2 separate regions of the Sus scrofa genome follow, and region 1 is linked to region 2. The links are chromatin contacts, called in public HiChIP or PLAC-seq maps. All regions are on one chromosome and are shown on one strand. The core of a region is the stretch at or near the end of the contact, and the rest is flanking DNA. Distances in the headings are between cores, read along the strand shown.

Region 1 (3,636 bases), core at 246-2,745, 52 kb after region 2:
CATGCCATAGGGCCGAGCGAGACAGGGGGGAGAGAGAGAGCCAGTGCTGGCCAGAGTGAAGATCTCCATCAGTTTCTGAATTACCAGCATATCCTCAAGCACCCACTGGTCCACCGGGAGCCTGAGAAGGTGGCAGTCTCTGAGGTGGCATCCAGGCCAGCAGTAAGTTCCCAGACCAGGCAGCTTTCTGCTGAGGTTGTCTTGAACCGCAGCTGTGGGTTTCCTGTAGCATCGTATCAGCACTGTGAGGCACACTGATGCAGCCAGGTTGCTTCTGAGCCAACTGGTGGGCTGGCACAGTGGACCCACTGCTGGCAGGGGCCTCACCGGGGCTGGGGGCTCTGGCTTCTGGGACAAGAGCTGGATCAGGCAGGGTTTTTCGCCTCTCCTTCTGCCCAGGCTGAGAGACAGGGTACCATCTGCCATCACAGGAGCTGGTAGCAGGGAGCCACCTGATGGCCAGGTGAGCGGTGGCTCCAGGTGTGGACACTCCCTGGCACTTCCTGGATGTGGGAGGCCCCCAATGAGTGCACATCTCACTGCTAAGGCAGATGTCCCTGGAGGCCATCTCCTCTGCCCACTGTCACCCCAGGAGCCCTGCTCCTGAGACAAGCACCCCTTCCCCCTTCCAGCCAGTGGGGTGCTCTTCTGATTCCCAAACCCTTTCACTGCCAGAGCTCCAGGTACAGAGGGTGCTCAAACACTTGGTGAATCAATGAATCAACTGTGCGTGTCACACCCACACACTCCTGTGGAATGGGCACGATCTTCCTCGTTTTTCTGAGGACAGAGTGCTCCTGGTCTCAGCTTGCAAGTTGCAGAGCTGGGGACCAAACTAAGACTTCTGCCTTCTAATCAGAGTGCCTCCCTCCACCCCCCAAATCTACCAGGTATCATCTCAGAGCATTGTTGGCTCCACGAGGGCCCAGATGCATCCCTGTCCATCTGCCCCTGACATGCCTGCTGCCTCAAGTCAAGATACACAGCAGATTCCTTGGTGAACCAGCCCCAGCAGAGGCAGGAATCCCACAGAAGGCTCCTGTTGTGCCCTGCGGGGATAAAGCCTGGCCCACTTCATCAGGGGGACAGAGGGTCACCTGCTGAAGGGGCGACATGCTTCGGCACTGGCCTCAGGCTGGCGGAGGCCCAGAGAGAGGGCCTGGGAAATGGCCCTGGGAGTTTTCCAGAATTACTCCACAGGTTCGAGGCCGGCTCTGAGGAAGGAAGCGCCTGACTCTTCAGAGCGGGGTTCAGCTTCTAGGGCACCCCCACCCCTCGGCACCCCCTCGCTCTTTTGCTCCTTGCCAGCCCTCCCCCTAGTTCTCCCAGAGCCACCCCCACCCACAACACACCGCATCCTTTGCGGAAACAGCCCCACCCTAGCCTTCCAGGCCTTCCGAGGCTCTGTCTGCATCAGGGTCCCCTACGCCCTTGAACATGGGGTTGTAAAATGTGCTTCTTCCTGACGTGGTTTCCTCTTCTGTTTGCAGTTGGAAACTGTGACCACAAAAGTGACCGCCACAGTACACTGGAAGAGGCCCTTGCACAACGGGGCTAGGGACAGTGCTCGGGGGTGGCTGTATCTTTGCAGCACTTGTGAGCTTCATTCTGGTGGCGTAAGAAGATCTCAGAGCATCCACTCAGACCTGGAGAGAGGATTCCTGGGAGATAAGCAGCTTCGAAACCTGGCACATCTCATTCATCCGCATTTCCCTTTCCCTCAGCTGAAGGGCAGCTTCTGACATCTTTAGATTCCTCCTTCTTGGCTTTGCAAGATGTCCTGTATTTATCCAAATTGGTGTCCAGATCACACACATCGTCCCCGAAGTCAGAAGTGTTCCCACTATGGACCACCTTAAGTGTTCCCAACCCAGCGGCATCACTCATGAGCTGTGTCACCTTGGGTGTGTTCTCTAACCAGCCTCAGTTTCCTCATTATAAAGCAGAGGTCAGATAGCACTTACCGAAGTTCCCACTGTGGCTCAGTGGAAACGAATCGACTAGTATCCATGAGGATAGGGGTTCGATCCCTGGCCTCACTCAGTGGGTTAAGGATCCAGCATTGCTGTGAGCTGTGGTGTAGGTCGCAGACATACTCAAATCCTGGGTTGCTGCGGCTGTGGTGTAAGCAGGCAGGTGCACTTCCAATTTGAACCCTAGCCTGGGAACTTCTGCATGCTGTACGTGTGGCCCAAAAAACAAAAAAAGAAGAAAAGATAGCACTTACCTTGGAGTGTTGTTATGAAGATAAGACAAGTTAACACACATCAAGCTCTTAAAACAAATCTGGGTACCATGCTTGCTCTCGCCACTGTCCAGGTGGCTCCTCTTTCTCTTGGTCTCCACTCTGCACAAAACGGTTTGATATTTGAAGTCATCAGATTCTCAATGGCCAGGCAGGCTGATTGGCCTACAGGGTGTGTGTACCGTGCTCTCTTCCTTTTCTGGAACTGAGGGGCATCACCCAAGTTTATGTACCCCCCATACCTGGGGGTGAATGTAGCATCTTAACCCACGCCCCTGCCCCTCCACCCTGGGGAGAGCACTTAGTAAACAGAAACAGATTCCTGAGACCCTTACAGCCACATATGGTTTGCAACTGCTTGAAGAATTGGGTGATGCTCCGTGTTATTGACCACAGCCTAAATCGTGCCTCCCTGCAGCCATCTTACTGCTGCCTGAATGGAAAGTCAGCATGCCTAGCGCTCCACCTGGGAAGTGCCTCGGTTCCTCTCCAGAGACCCGGAGCCCCCTGGTTTCCCTACCCTTTAGGAACCATGTGCAGCCACCGCTGCCGAGCCCGCCCCCCGGAGCCCACGGCTCAGCTGACTGTGGCCACCCCTACAGGGTGGGGACATCCCTTTGGAAAACAACCAGAACTGCCTGGGTGTTGGGCTGGTGCTGGGGAAGCCCGGGTGACTGGCATGATGTCAGGCAGCCAGGCAACTGGAAGATGTCAAAAGTGACTCTGTGAACACAGCCTGCTGGTGCCCAGCTGCAAAATGTGGAGCCAGGTTTAAAAAAAAAAAAAAAGTGGGGCCAGGTTATGTGCCCTCAGCGTTTCAAAGAAGCAAAGCAGTTGGAAAGGAGTGGCCCTGGCACAAACCTCCCGGCACCTGTGCATCAATGGCGGCCTCTCCGTGGCTACCAGTGCTGACCTTCTCACCAGGATGCGGGCACCTCCCCTCTGGGCACTCTGGTCCCAGCGATAAACATGAACCCTTGCATCCTGCTCACTGCTTGTCCAGTGGTGTGAAAGGTGCAGGGGAGGGACAGGCTCAAGGTCACACAGACACCGCAGCTGTGCCCTCAGTTGGGGCCGTGTGTCCGGGGATGCTGGTGCTGAATCCGCTCCTGGGCTGGGCAGAGTGTTTGCACCCAAACCTTCATGCAGGCGGTCCCTTTGCCCTCTGGCCTCGTGAGAACTGGATGAGGTCATGGGGTCCTGGCCTGTAGAGGACCTCTTCCTTAAGAAGGCTGTCTTGATGACAAGATTGAGGCCAGCAGTACTGACGTGAAAGATGACGGGAAGCGTAAGGGCCATGATGGAAGTCCCAGGGGCCCTGGCTGTGATCGGCACAGCCGTTTCACCGCAGCCTCCCCACGGTGCCCAGTCCCAGCCAATCTTCTTCCCTT
Region 2 (3,413 bases), core at 726-3,225:
CAGGATATTGAATATAGTTCCCTGTGCTCTGCAGTAGGATTTTGTGGTCTATCCGTTCTCTATATAATAGTTTGCATCTGCTCATCCCAACCTCCTGCTCCACCCCTCCCGCAATGGGGTCTGATATTTTTTTTTTTTTTTTTTTTTTTTTTTTTTTTGTCTTTTTGCTATTTCTTTGGGCCGCTCCCGCGGCATATGGAGGTTTCCAGGCTAGGGGTCGAATCAGAGCTGTAGCCACTGGCCTAGGCCAGAGCCACAGCAACTCGGGATCCGAGCCGCATCTGCAACCTACACCACAGCTCACGGCAACACCGGATCCTTAACCCACTGAGCAAGGGCAGGGACTGAACCCACAACCTCATGGTTCCTAGTCGGATTCGTTAACCACTGCGCCACGACGGGAACTCCGGGTCTGCTTCTTATTCCACCAGAATATAAGATCTACACAGGCTGGTCTGATCACTGTTGTATCCTTAGCCCAGAAGACAGCCTGGAACCAAGCATGAATATCTCCTCCAAGTAGGAGGAAACATCCCGTTGTCAGGATATTTGCTACATCAAGCAATACACAGAAAACAGTGTTATTAGAAACCAGAATATGAGACCATTAATAAATTCACTCATGCTACTTAATCAAGAAATATTCCCACCTATCTCTCTCTGACTGACTTCCTTTGGTCTGAGAATCTCTAGTTGCATCCATGTTGCTGCAAATGCCAGTATTTCCTTCTTTTTCATGGCTAAGTAGCACCTATATGTGGGATATAAAATATGGCACAAACGAACCCATATAGAAAACAGAAACAGACTCACGGACATAGAGAATAGACTTGTGGTTGCCAAGGGGGGGGGAGGGAGAGGGATGGACTGAGAGTTTGGGGTTAGCAGATGCAAACTATTACATTTAGAATTGGTAAGCAATGAGGACCTACTGTACAGCACAGGAAACCATGTCCAATCTCTTGGGCTGGATCATGATGGAAGGTAATATGAGAAAATGAGTGTATATATATGTATTACTGGATGACTTTGCTGTACAGCCGAAAATGGCACAACATTGTAAACCAACTATACTTTAATAAAAAAATACATAAAAAATAAAGACACCGGAGTTCCCTTCATGGATCAGTGGTACGAACCCGACTAGTAACTATAAGGACAGGGGTTCAATCCCTGGCTTTGCTCAGTGGGTTAAGGATATGGCGTTGCCATAAGCTGTGGTGTAGGTTGCAGACATGGCTTGGATCTGGCATTGCTGTGGCTGTGGCTGTGACAGGCAGCTCTAGCTCCAATTTGACCCCTAGCCTGGGAACTTCCAAATGCCTCAGGTGTGGCCCTAGAAAGACAAATAAATAAAGAATAAAAAAAAAAAAGATACATAACTTTAAAAAGGAAATATTCCTGCCTATTCTAACTCTTTCAAAAACTAAAATAGAAGGAAAAAAAAACTCATTCTCTTTAAAAAATTTAATGAGTTACTTTATCCTAAAATGATATTACTAATTACCTTTCTTCTTAACACATTTCATTTCATTTCTTAACACAATCTTACGGATGTGTCAATGAAACATAGAATCAAAAAAGGTACTTAATTGCTTGAGTTTTCAGGATGTTTATCTCTATTGGTTCTCTGGTGTAGTTAAATGCTAATATTGCCACGGAAAATTGATGCAACTTTGGTGAAGCAATTGCTGTAACAGCGCCTCTGTGTAACATTTCCTTGTATAGGATTTTGAAAAAAAAAAAAAAAAAAAAAAAAAAAAAAGCTTAGGTCTTGGAAAATATTAGAAAAGTGCCTCTCTGCTGCTTACCATATAAGCACACAGCTTTCATTCCCCAGTGGACTCTGATTGGTTTTGACTGGGCACTTCCTCATTTGTCCCTGAGGTTCGGGGCCTCACTTCTGTTTTCTGACCACTGGACAGCCCTGTTGTCTTCGTGGAAGTCAGGCAGTGGGAGGTGACAGGGTCCTCGCTCACTCCTGTGGCCCTCACCCTGATGCGAAGTCCGTCTCCAGCACCCTCCTCACAGATGGGGCCTTGGAAGCTGTGTGGTCCGGCAGAGCAGGGGTTAATGAACTGCTCAAAGATGGATCTTCCTTTCCACACGTTTCTCTCCCAGTGTCACTGGGGACCACTCAAACCCTCTCTCCTTGCTCCTTTCCCCTTCTTTGGAGGGTTATCAGTGCACACCCCACTGCGCTCAGCCGCAGGGCTGCGCAAGAAGGCAGCCCCTCCCACCAGGCCCACCCCTCGGTGGGGGCTCGTGTTGGGTTCCACTGAGCACCTCTGAGCTGGGTGCTGGAGGGGGACTGAGGTGAAGCTAGGATCGGGACCCTCCCCAGCACAGAGATTCCTGGTGATGCTGCTGGGGAACTGCTGGCCATGACAGTCTGTCTGCAAGGCCACTTTTACCCTCAGAGCATCTTCTGAGGAGGTGTTACATGGCCCAGGGAGCTAACTGCTCTGACAACTCTAGTTTCTCCATTGGCTTCCTCCACGGCCTGCTCTGGGCTGGAGGCTGGATCAGGCCCTAGTGGATATACAGTTTGGTTTGGAGGGCATGTCTGTGTGGAATCAGGGCACAGATTTGTAGGCTTATGGCCCCAGTATCCTAGCCCTACCTTTCATCCTTTGTAACCCAAAGGTGTCCAATGCTATCTTTTAGTGATTGCATTACTTAGGGAACAAATAAACCCTATGATTTCAGAGCCTTAAGATGGATAGTTCTGGAGTTCCTGTCATGGAACAGCGGAAACGAATCCGACTAGGAACCATGAAGTTGTGGGTTTGATCCCTGGCCTCAGTGGGTTAAGGATTGGGCATTATCATGAACTGTGGTGTAGGTTGCAGATGTGGCTCAGATCCCCAGTTGCTGTGGCTGGTAGCTGGAGCTCCCATTGGACCCCTAGGATGGGAACCTCCATGCACCTTGAGTGTGGCCCTAAAAAGCACAAAAAAAGGACTGATGGTTCTGGCCAGTTCAGGGCTGATTAGGGAAGCTCAGCTCCTTCCAGCTTATGGCTTTGTTACCCCCTGGAGCCTTGGGGACCCCTGCACGGAAGGAGAAGGTGACAGGCTATATCTTACTACATCAGCCTGAAATCGCTTCCATTCAAGGTTTTTTGCCCTGGAGACCTGGGGTATGGAACCCCCTATAGTGGGAAAGGGAGCGTGTGGCTGGACAGTGTCTCTAGCGTGATAATGGGCTAAGCTGCTACAGCCTCAGTTTCCTTATCTGTTAAACAGAGACAGAACCTACCTTCAAGAGTTCTTGTGGGGATCAGAGCTGGCATGTGAGCAATTCAACCCTTGACACAACCCCTGCAGCCATCAGGAGAGGGAGGGGCTCTTTTTCCTCAGAGGCGGGGGTGAGGGCTGTCCAGTCTCGACCCTGCCCAGCTACTGGGAATG

The links. HiChIP or PLAC-seq counts read pairs in DNA pulled down with a chosen protein or histone mark.
Region 1: an H3K27ac HiChIP or PLAC-seq map of alveolar macrophages shows a contact between it and region 2. The contact joins two enhancer-like sites. A contact is called at or near these places in 5 of 47 Hi-C or Micro-C datasets (alveolar macrophages, blood, embryonic fibroblasts and 1 more) and 2 of 2 datasets of contacts at active chromatin or transcription factors (alveolar macrophages and skeletal muscle).

Annotation. Positions count from the first base shown.
Region 1 is chr14:56,395,791-56,399,426 of Sscrofa11.1, forward strand. It overlaps LOC106505999 (a long non-coding RNA gene), which reads right to left. Exons shown (of 3, transcript XR_002338582.1): 3 at 2,118-2,347. Among named protein-coding and RNA genes, the nearest start is that of IRF2BP2, 150 kb to the right of the region's middle. Within about 2 kb of position 1,496, at least 10 of the 83 cell types and tissues checked have an H3K27ac peak or open chromatin away from gene starts, as enhancers often do. A contact at or near this core is called in alveolar macrophages, where this site is marked.
Region 2 is chr14:56,342,941-56,346,353 of Sscrofa11.1, forward strand. No RefSeq gene overlaps it. Among named protein-coding and RNA genes, the nearest start is that of IRF2BP2, 200 kb to the right of the region's middle. Within about 2 kb of position 1,976, at least 12 of the 83 cell types and tissues checked have an H3K27ac peak or open chromatin away from gene starts, as enhancers often do. A contact at or near this core is called in alveolar macrophages, where this site is marked.